Linked DNA regions of Mus musculus: regions 2 and 3 are each linked to region 1. The links are chromatin contacts, called in public Hi-C and promoter capture Hi-C maps. All regions are on one chromosome and are shown on one strand. Each heading gives the region's core, a stretch centred on a gene start, on an enhancer-like site or on the middle of the called end of the contact. The rest is flanking DNA. Distances are from core to core; before and after follow the strand shown.

Region 1 (2,725 bases), core at 62-2,561:
CCGGCTCAACCCATAGTTAGGGTCTCATTTCTGTGAATTGACACTCTTCACACCAAGGCAACTCTTATAAAAGACAACATTTAATCAAGGCTGGTTTTACAGGTTCAGAGGTTTAGTCCATTATTATCACGCTGGGACGCACAGCAGTGTGCAGGGGGTTGAGGGTTAGGGTTAGAGACAAAGAGCAGAGAGCTCTACCTCTTGATTGGAAGGCAGCAAGGAGGAGACCGAATATGTCTCACACTGGGTGTAGCTCAAGCATTTATATGAGAGCTCAAAGCCTTCCTCCACAATGACATACCCTGTCCAACAAGGCTACACCTCCTAATAGTGCCACTTCCTATGGGCCAAGCATTCAAATACATGAGTCTATTCAAGTCACCACCGCACCTTAATTGTAAAACGTACTGTAATACATTACCATAATTTGAGGAGGGAGTTGTCATTTTCTGATTAAAAAAAGACAGAGGGTTAGTAATATACCACATTGAAGATTTTCCTCCTCAGCAATTATGAAAGTAATTTAACAGTAATATGCTTGGATTTACAAACTTGCCACTGAAGACGAGTCTTAACTATTTTCACTTACAACTGTCTACACGGCCCAGAACTTTAACACATCTTTTCTCCGGACAGAGGTGGTTTGCAAAACCTCCAGACTAAAACTGCTCACCTTCCCTACCTCCTCCAACTGGGCTTAGTCACTATAATATACAACCTGCGTGCAACCATGCAACCGGATGGGTTACGCAGCCCAGGCAGGCTTAGGTCCTCTGCGTGGAGCACACTAACAAGCTTACTAGTAAACAATGGCACTCGGTGCCACTTGGAGATCCCAGGTCAATTATTATTATGGAAACCCTGCAGAGCTCTCTCCCAGAGATGAAGCTCGCATGCCCAAGTCAGCTGCTCCTGCGGACTTGGCTCACCCACAGGCAGCGCAAAGTTTGCACCATCAGAACCGGGAAGCCACAATCTCTAGTTCTCTTTTATTACTTTATGCCACTGACTCATTAGATGACCGGCCAAAGGGTGAAGAAAAAAAGATGGCAACTTCCTTCCGATAGAAAGCACCGGCTTGGGACGGGAAAGGGAAAGAGTGGCCCAACCGGACAACAACAGCCTGCTACAGCCTCCTTGGGCTTAAGTGGAGGTGGCACGGAGATGCTGGGCGGGGCCTCTAGAAACCGCGAGGACTGGAGGCGGCGCCTCGAAAACCACGCCCGCCTCCAGGTGCTTAACGTCACGCGGTCCGCGCCGCGCTGATTGGCTCGTTCAGGGAGCCCCGCCCCCTCAGCTGTAGCCGCGCCGGCTTAGGCGTCGCCGCCATCTTTGTTGATGTGTCAGCTCCGCAGGGGTTTTGGGGGAAAACCTCCGCTGAGAGCCCGGGATCTGCAGTGGTCTCCGCGCGTGACTTCCTCACCCACTCCGCGTCGGCTACACGCCGCCATGGGTTCGTCGGCCCTGGAGCCGGAGCTCCATCGGCCTCGCTAGGGTGCGGCCCGGGGCTGGACGACGGACGGTGAGTGGCCGAGGGGCGTCCGGGACGGGCGCGCTCGGGGAGCGCTGGTCTGCGCGCGTGGACGTGACGGGGTGGTAGCCCCGGGCTGTACGCAACTCCGCGCGTGGACGTGACGGGGCTGGCGGGGCCCTCGGGGGGCTGTGCCCGGAGGCGCGGCCGCTCCCCCGCCGCACCAGCGCGGTATCTCCGGGGACGCGGTCCGCAGCGTTCGGCTTTTCCAAAGATCCCGATGTATTTTCATATATTTTCACCTTGGTAGGGAAACCATTTCAGATTTCTCTCTCCCCTTCTACCTATCCTCAAAGTAGCAATCCCAGGGAAACAGCGCGCGGGGAGAATGATGGCTCAGCTGCCAACAATTCGTAACTTGTTACAATATTCACATCTTGATTGTTATTTAGAGAGGAGACTCGGGTTTGTACGCAGAACACCTGGGTTAGAGTCAGAAAAGACTACAGTAAAAAAATATGACAGCGAACCAGAAAAGATGTCTCAGACCCAGTGTCACGCACGGTCCTTTGATGTCCCAGCCTTTTCCTTTCTTCTGAAGTGGTACACAGGGTGCTTGTCTGAGGAAAAGATGAAACAAATCAGTTATGACAGTGTTTCAAAGTGCACGTGTAGCCAGCCATCCCAAGGAAAATCGGTCTGTTAAGTGTTAGGTTTATTAGCGTGGATGTGGCCTTTGTGCACTTAATTGTGAAGGAGATTAAGGACCCAGAGACAAGTGATACTGAAACGGATGCGTCTTGTGTATCAAGTCCACCGTGTGCAGCTACTTTTTAGCTCTTCGTTAATTAATGGTTACACAAATGAAACAACAGTAATGATTGGCCTACTTCTTTTATGGTTCCTTTTTGGTCTTCCCATGTTCCCATGTGCAGATTTTGGGCAGGCCATAATCTTGTACTGTTGCACCAAGGCCTTCCTTCTCCTTTGTACAGGGTAATAGGTAAGTATGACTTTGGAAGGCTACCAGAAGACACAGGGACTGTGTTTAGTTTTTTTGAAGGCCTTTTCTAATTTAAAACAATAGAAACTTAAGGTGTTTGATTGAGAACAGGTTCCATGGAGTAAGGGTGACATTTCCCAGTCTGATTTTTTTTTTTTTTTCCAGACTGAAATCCTGAGTGGTAGAAGAAGGGGCACTCATAAACCTTTAGTTCCTTCACACAGGAACCAAAGACTTATTCTTTGATGCTG
Region 2 (2,725 bases), core at 82-2,581, 630 kb before region 1:
AGATGCAGCTTAACATGAGAATCCAGTAAAAGAAAGGCTCCGTGGGGACTGTTCACAGGGTAAAGTGCTCGCCAAGCAATAGTGAGGACCAGAGCTTGGATCTCCAGCACCCCTATAAACACGAGGGTGACACTGAATGCTACCCTGATTCCTAGCCAGTTGTCCCTAAAACAAGCTGAGTAGGCAGACTTGCCTAATTGGCAGGATCTAGGTTCAAGTGAGGTACTCTGGCTCAATACACAAGATGGAAAGCCATGTCTGAAGATGGCCAACATCACCTCTCACCTACAAACACACACTCACACTGCATACACATTCACACGCAAAACAAAACTAAAGGGTTTTGGCTTTTTAATGCTCCTGTTATAAATGATCAAGAGGAAGAATGGTTAGAAAAATGGCCATCTTCTATTTTAATGTTCCTCAAAAAATACTACATTAAAAAAAGAAGAAGAAAGAAAGCACAATCTGAAGCAATAGAGCACAATTTCCAAAATAATCCCAGATCTTCAGACTTTCAGGGTCTGCAAGTGTGGGGATCAGGAACCTGCATTTGTATAGAAGACGAATCACCGTGCCCACTAAAAGGTGAAAGTGGTGTCCTTTCTAAATCCTAGCTAACTCAGCCTATGTGCTTTTCAAATAAACTTTTAAGTTTGCAACTTAGGGGTAGAGAGCCTGCATTTCCTCTGGTGGTACTCATTCGCAAGAGTTAAACAAAAACCCTGGGAGGGATCAAACTACAGAAAACTGGGCTGCAGCCACCAGGGTGAAAACCTGTATATGCAGACTGGTCCCCCAACTCTACACGTACTTCCCGTGAGAAGCTCAAAGGGCCACTGTTGAAAGAGTGTGCACTTGGGTAAGTCCAAGCCTAAGATGCCCTGGGTTTTCGTCCAGAGTTAATTCGGTGGTCACTCTTTCTATCTTGAGCCACAGACGCACAAAGTAAGTCAGTAAGTAAAAGAAGAAAGACTAGAGATAAAAATCCCAGTGTGGTGGAGAACTCCTCAGCCTGGTCCCTACCCGGGCGGCAGTACCTGCCAGCAGCTTCTCCTTCAGCCGGTTCAGCAGCTCGGCTGAAGTGGGCCCTTTGGGCTTGTGCACGGCGAACACGCCGCTCAGCGACATGAGCTTAGCAGCCAGGGCGGCCTTGGAGGCCGGGGCTTGCGATTCAGTCCTGGCCGCTTCCGCCACCGATGCTGCTACAGAGGCCTCGGCTGTTCCTGAAGTGTCAGGAGCTGTGTCCACAATCAGAGGTGAAACCACCTCTGCCTCTGCAGCTGCCATGCTTTCACGGCCTGGGCCAAGAGGCGAGCAGAGATGACACCGATGTGTTGCAAGGCCTTCTGGGAATTGTAGTCCATAGGCTCGGTATAGGCCAATGGCTTGCTCTGGCATCTCGGAGTTCTGCTGGAACCTTTAATATCTCTGTTACCAAATGCTCTTAGTCGTGAAGAGGTACATTGGAGTTGCCGCTGTAAACTATCCAACGCAAACACCTAATTTGTGTATTTGAGGTAGAGTCACTTCCTTTCTGTACCGCCCCCCCATAACCTGCATGTGTGTGTGTGTGTGTGTGTGTGTGTATGAATTTTGAATTTTTGACTGCAGTTTTTGACAGTTCTAAAAAAAATGTTAATGTTCTTTTGGAGTTTCTATTCCTTTATAGGAATCAAAAACTATATATGGTTGATCCATTCGTGGTGGTGCATGAAGGGCTCTCTAACAGGCATGGCAAACATGGCACCAACAGGCTTTACTCTTCTTCCCCTTTTCCTTCTCCCCTGCTAAACTGTAGGTTACATTCCTAAAGCTAGCCCCAAGGTCCATTCAGTTATTTGGCCACTGTCTCATTCCTGAGACAAAACATCAAGGACCAACAATCAAAATTCATTGTTTGACTAATGTGTCCGATCAGGATTTACCAACTCACTCTAGCATAAATTCCCCCTAGCCCCCTACAGTGAATGCCTTTAATCCCAGCATTTAGAAGTCAGAGGCAGGTGGATTTCTGTGAGTTCCGGGCCACCCAGGGTAACATACTGAGACCTTATCTCAACAAACAAACAAGTAAAACCCAAAACAACAAAAACGCCTATGGTTTAAATTAATATTTAAACTCTTTGCAGACCTCGCATTAGGCTGTCCCTCTAAGAGAGGAAAAAAAAATCCTTTTACTTCTTCCCCAAATGCATTAAATGGAAGTGTGGTTATTATGGGATAGCCACTTTGTCTTCTTTGTTTCCCCACATTGCCTTACAGCCATTCTTTCTCATAGTGCTCTGCCAGGCTAACATTCTTCCCTAATGATGCCTCATTGCCTAATGATCCCAGTCAGGGGATGCCAGTTACACGTCTACCATTCACGCAACAAATGTATGTCAGAGGAATCATTACAGATAGAGTATTCTGGGCATTAGAAAAATCAAGCTCTAATTTCCTAAAGTAGCCAACATCTTACACATTGGACAAGCCTTTAACTCACAGGTCATTTTATTTAATATTATATTTCAGACTGACTAAGACAGTCTGCCATCTCTCCTTCCCTCTCCCCCACCCCCACCATATCTCTTTTCTGCTACCCTCTAATCTATGTTCTCTGTTCTCTAACTGTGTGGTGATTTGGATAGGAATGGTCCCCACAGCCTCATAGATTTGAATGCTTTTTCATTAAGGGAGTGGTGCTACTTGACAAAGATTAGGAGCTATGGCCTTGTTGGAC
Region 3 (2,725 bases), core at 79-2,578, 520 kb before region 1:
GCCGTGCCAGTAAGCAAACAGAGAGTCTTGTGCTAGCTCAGTAAGAAACCAGTCACTGAGCTGTATTCCCAAACTGAACACTGATATAAATTAATACTAGTAATTACTCTGTATTTGACTTGTTGATGACAGATAAACTCAATGCTGAGGAGAACATATCCAACTAGACATTCAGGCTAACAGGGGAAGGACAGAACCAGACAGAGATGATAGCTACGTAATTTTGAGCAAGAATTGACACCACAGTCTGGTTCGCTTTCCAACAGCCATTTTGTCATGTGAATTTTACCTCAACAAGAAGTAAAGTAGGTGACCATGTGACCATGCCATACTGTTGTGGGACTTTCTTCAGTGGCCTTCAGTACTGTACCTGCTTGTCTGTAACAGAAAGCACAAGCCTGCCACTTGAAATCTGTCCATGAGAGTGAGGGTTTTTTTTAAGCCACTGTTCAGGCAGTGACCTGCCAAAGCAATGGCCTCTGAAAATCTAATCTGAGGGTGGAGGACTGGGGAGCTGGCTCAGTCCTCAAAGGCTGGCAGTGTAAGAGTGAGGCCTGGGCTGGACCTGCATCAAAAGCTGGGCACAATGACGTCACACACAATCCCAGTGCTGCAGAGGGAGACAGGTGGGAATAACTGGATCACTGAAGTTCACTGTAGCTAGACTAACTGCAGCAGGTTCCCAGGCAATGTGAGAGGCCTGCCTGCCTCAAAAGCAGTGGCTGAGAATGACTTAAGTTCCTCAAGGATGACCTCTGACCTACACACACGCACACACACACAGAAGCTCACATATACATGAGTATATTCACATACGTGATCACATGCACACACACATCCACACTCACATGTACACATTCATGCACTCACATATATATACACACACAGAAACACACACACACATGAGCACATGCACACACACACATGCATGCATGCAAACACACAAAATCTGATTTGAAGTGCAAATAAAGTAAAGACTGGAGGGACGTGACAAAAAAATCGGTGGGACGGTGTTCTAGACATCCCGACAAGGTGACCCATCTCTTGGGATGACTTGATCGGAGAATTGGAAGAACAGAGGGTTCTTATGATAGCACAAGAGACTGAGTTTCCTCTAATAAAGTTAAGTAATTTTGGTGGTGAGCAATTCAGGGGCTGAGGTGGAGCAAATAGGCAGAGACAGAGAAGTCAGGAACAGAAAGCTTTGGGGCAGGAAGGACCGACCACAAGGACTCTGAAGCACTTGGCAGGATAGACGTGGACTGAGGGCAGCTGTAGGCCAGGTGGATGTCAGGGAGCTAGCGGAAGGATGTGGCCAGGAAGTGTATAAATGGCAGTGTTTAGGGGGCTGTGGTTGGTACAGTCAAAGGGCTCAAAGGCAAAAGTCATAGGGATCTTTACAGGAGAGCAGGAAGGTGAGTCTAGTGGTGGCATGGCGGGGGGGAGGGTGAGAGGGCACCAACCAGAAAGGTCACGTGACTCAGACTTCACTCTGCAGCAGAGAAAACTGAGGAAGAAAGGACATTAGCTAACCCCTGAGATGTCCTCAATGCTCCCTGCCTGCAGATGCTCACAATCTTCCCACAGGGTACCAGGATCTGCTTGTGGAAGGTAGAACACAACAGAACCGATGCTATATTGCATGTAAGACTGGACTATGCTGTTGCAGGCTCTATCTGGTTGTTCTGTTATCAGTTTTGGGAGAAGACAGCTGCCACAGCTTAAGGCAGTCTAAGGACAGGCCCCTAGGGTAAGGAACTGAAGTTCTTGATGGGTTTGTGAGGGACCTTAGCAGTAGTCTCCAGCCCAAACCAGCCTTCAGATGACAGAATGCTATCTCATGGCTCCTTTGGCATCTCTTGAGACTCCCTGAGGAGACCAACTTAGATGCAGCTGAGCCAACCTACAGAAATCGGGAGATTATACACACTGCTTGTCCTAATCTGTTACATTTGGAGCAACTTGTTACGCAGCAATGGATAAATAAGAGTTGTCGTCATTTATGCAAAACCACAAGGCTGATTAGCAGTCAGTTTGAAGTGGGTTCCTAACTCTCAATGTTCTGTTAAAACACACCTTGTCCCAGTGTATATCCAAAGGGCCTCTCTTTCCAGTGATGGCCATCTTTTGATACATATGCAGCTAGAGACAAGAGCTCCGGGGTACTGGTTAGTTCATATTGTTGTTCCACCTATAGAATTGCAGATCCCTTTAGCTCCTTGGGTACTTTCTCTAGCTCCTCCATTGGGGGCCGTGTGATCCATCCAATAGCTGACTGTGAGCATCCACTTCTGTGTTTGCTAGGCCCCAGCATAGTCTCACAAGACAGCTACATCTGGGTCCTTTCAGCAAAATCTTGCTAGTGTATGCAATGGTGTCAGCGTTTGGAAGCTGATTATGGGATGGATCCCTGGATATGGCAATCACTAGATGGTCTATCCTTTCATCACAGCTCCAAATTTTGTCTCTGTAACTCCTTCCATGGGTGTTTTGTTCCCAATTCTAAGAAGGGGCAAAGTGTCCACACTTTGGTCTTCGTTCTTCTTGAGTTTCATGCGTTTAGCAGGTTCTGCTTTTTTCATAGGCAAAGAAAAGAAATTGCTGTTCCATGCTTCCTCCAGGAATACAGAGGGCGACCTGGAAGTATAAGTCTTTTCTGTGCCCCCACCAGAGTCACACGTAAGCATTTCTAAAGGATTCGGATTAACGCAATGTGTGTAGTCGC

What was found. Promoter capture Hi-C pulls out the DNA fragments that hold promoters and counts their contacts. A called contact is a pair of places that touch in the nucleus more often than the background predicts.
Region 2: a promoter capture Hi-C map of pre-B cells shows a contact between it and region 1, with 4 times the contacts expected there. The contact joins the promoter of Trub1 here to the promoter of Ccdc186 in region 1. A contact is called at or near these places in 7 of 39 promoter capture datasets (the C10 cell line, embryonic stem cells, hippocampal neurons and 3 more) and 2 of 115 datasets of contacts at active chromatin or transcription factors (embryonic midbrain and pancreatic cancer cells).
Region 3: a Hi-C map of regulatory T cells shows a contact between it and region 1, with 2.8 times the contacts expected there. The contact joins the enhancer-like site here to the promoter of Ccdc186 in region 1. A contact is called at or near these places in 9 of 39 promoter capture datasets (the 3T3-L1 cell line, cranial neural crest, frontonasal cranial neural crest and 4 more), 5 of 484 Hi-C or Micro-C datasets (embryonic fibroblasts, embryonic stem cells, natural killer cells and 1 more), 2 of 115 datasets of contacts at active chromatin or transcription factors (bone marrow-derived macrophages and microglia) and 1 of 9 other capture datasets (adipose tissue).

Annotation. Positions count from the first base shown.
Region 1 is chr19:56,820,785-56,823,509 of GRCm38.p6, reverse strand. It overlaps Ccdc186 (coiled-coil domain containing 186), which reads left to right and starts at 1,311. Exons shown (of 16, transcript NM_170757.2): 1 at 1,311-1,522.
Region 2 is chr19:57,451,512-57,454,236 of GRCm38.p6, reverse strand. Trub1 (TruB pseudouridine (psi) synthase family member 1) reads right to left here and starts at 1,331. Exons shown (of 8, transcript NM_028115.3): 1 at 1,041-1,331. The coding sequence starts at 1,290.
Region 3 is chr19:57,342,649-57,345,373 of GRCm38.p6, reverse strand. All of the region lies in intron 1 of B230217O12Rik (RIKEN cDNA B230217O12 gene), which reads left to right. Among named protein-coding and RNA genes, the nearest start is that of B230217O12Rik, 17 kb to the left of the region's middle. Within about 2 kb of position 1,328, at least 64 of the 459 cell types and tissues checked have an H3K27ac peak or open chromatin away from gene starts, as enhancers often do. A contact at or near this core is called in pre-B cells and regulatory T cells, where this site is marked.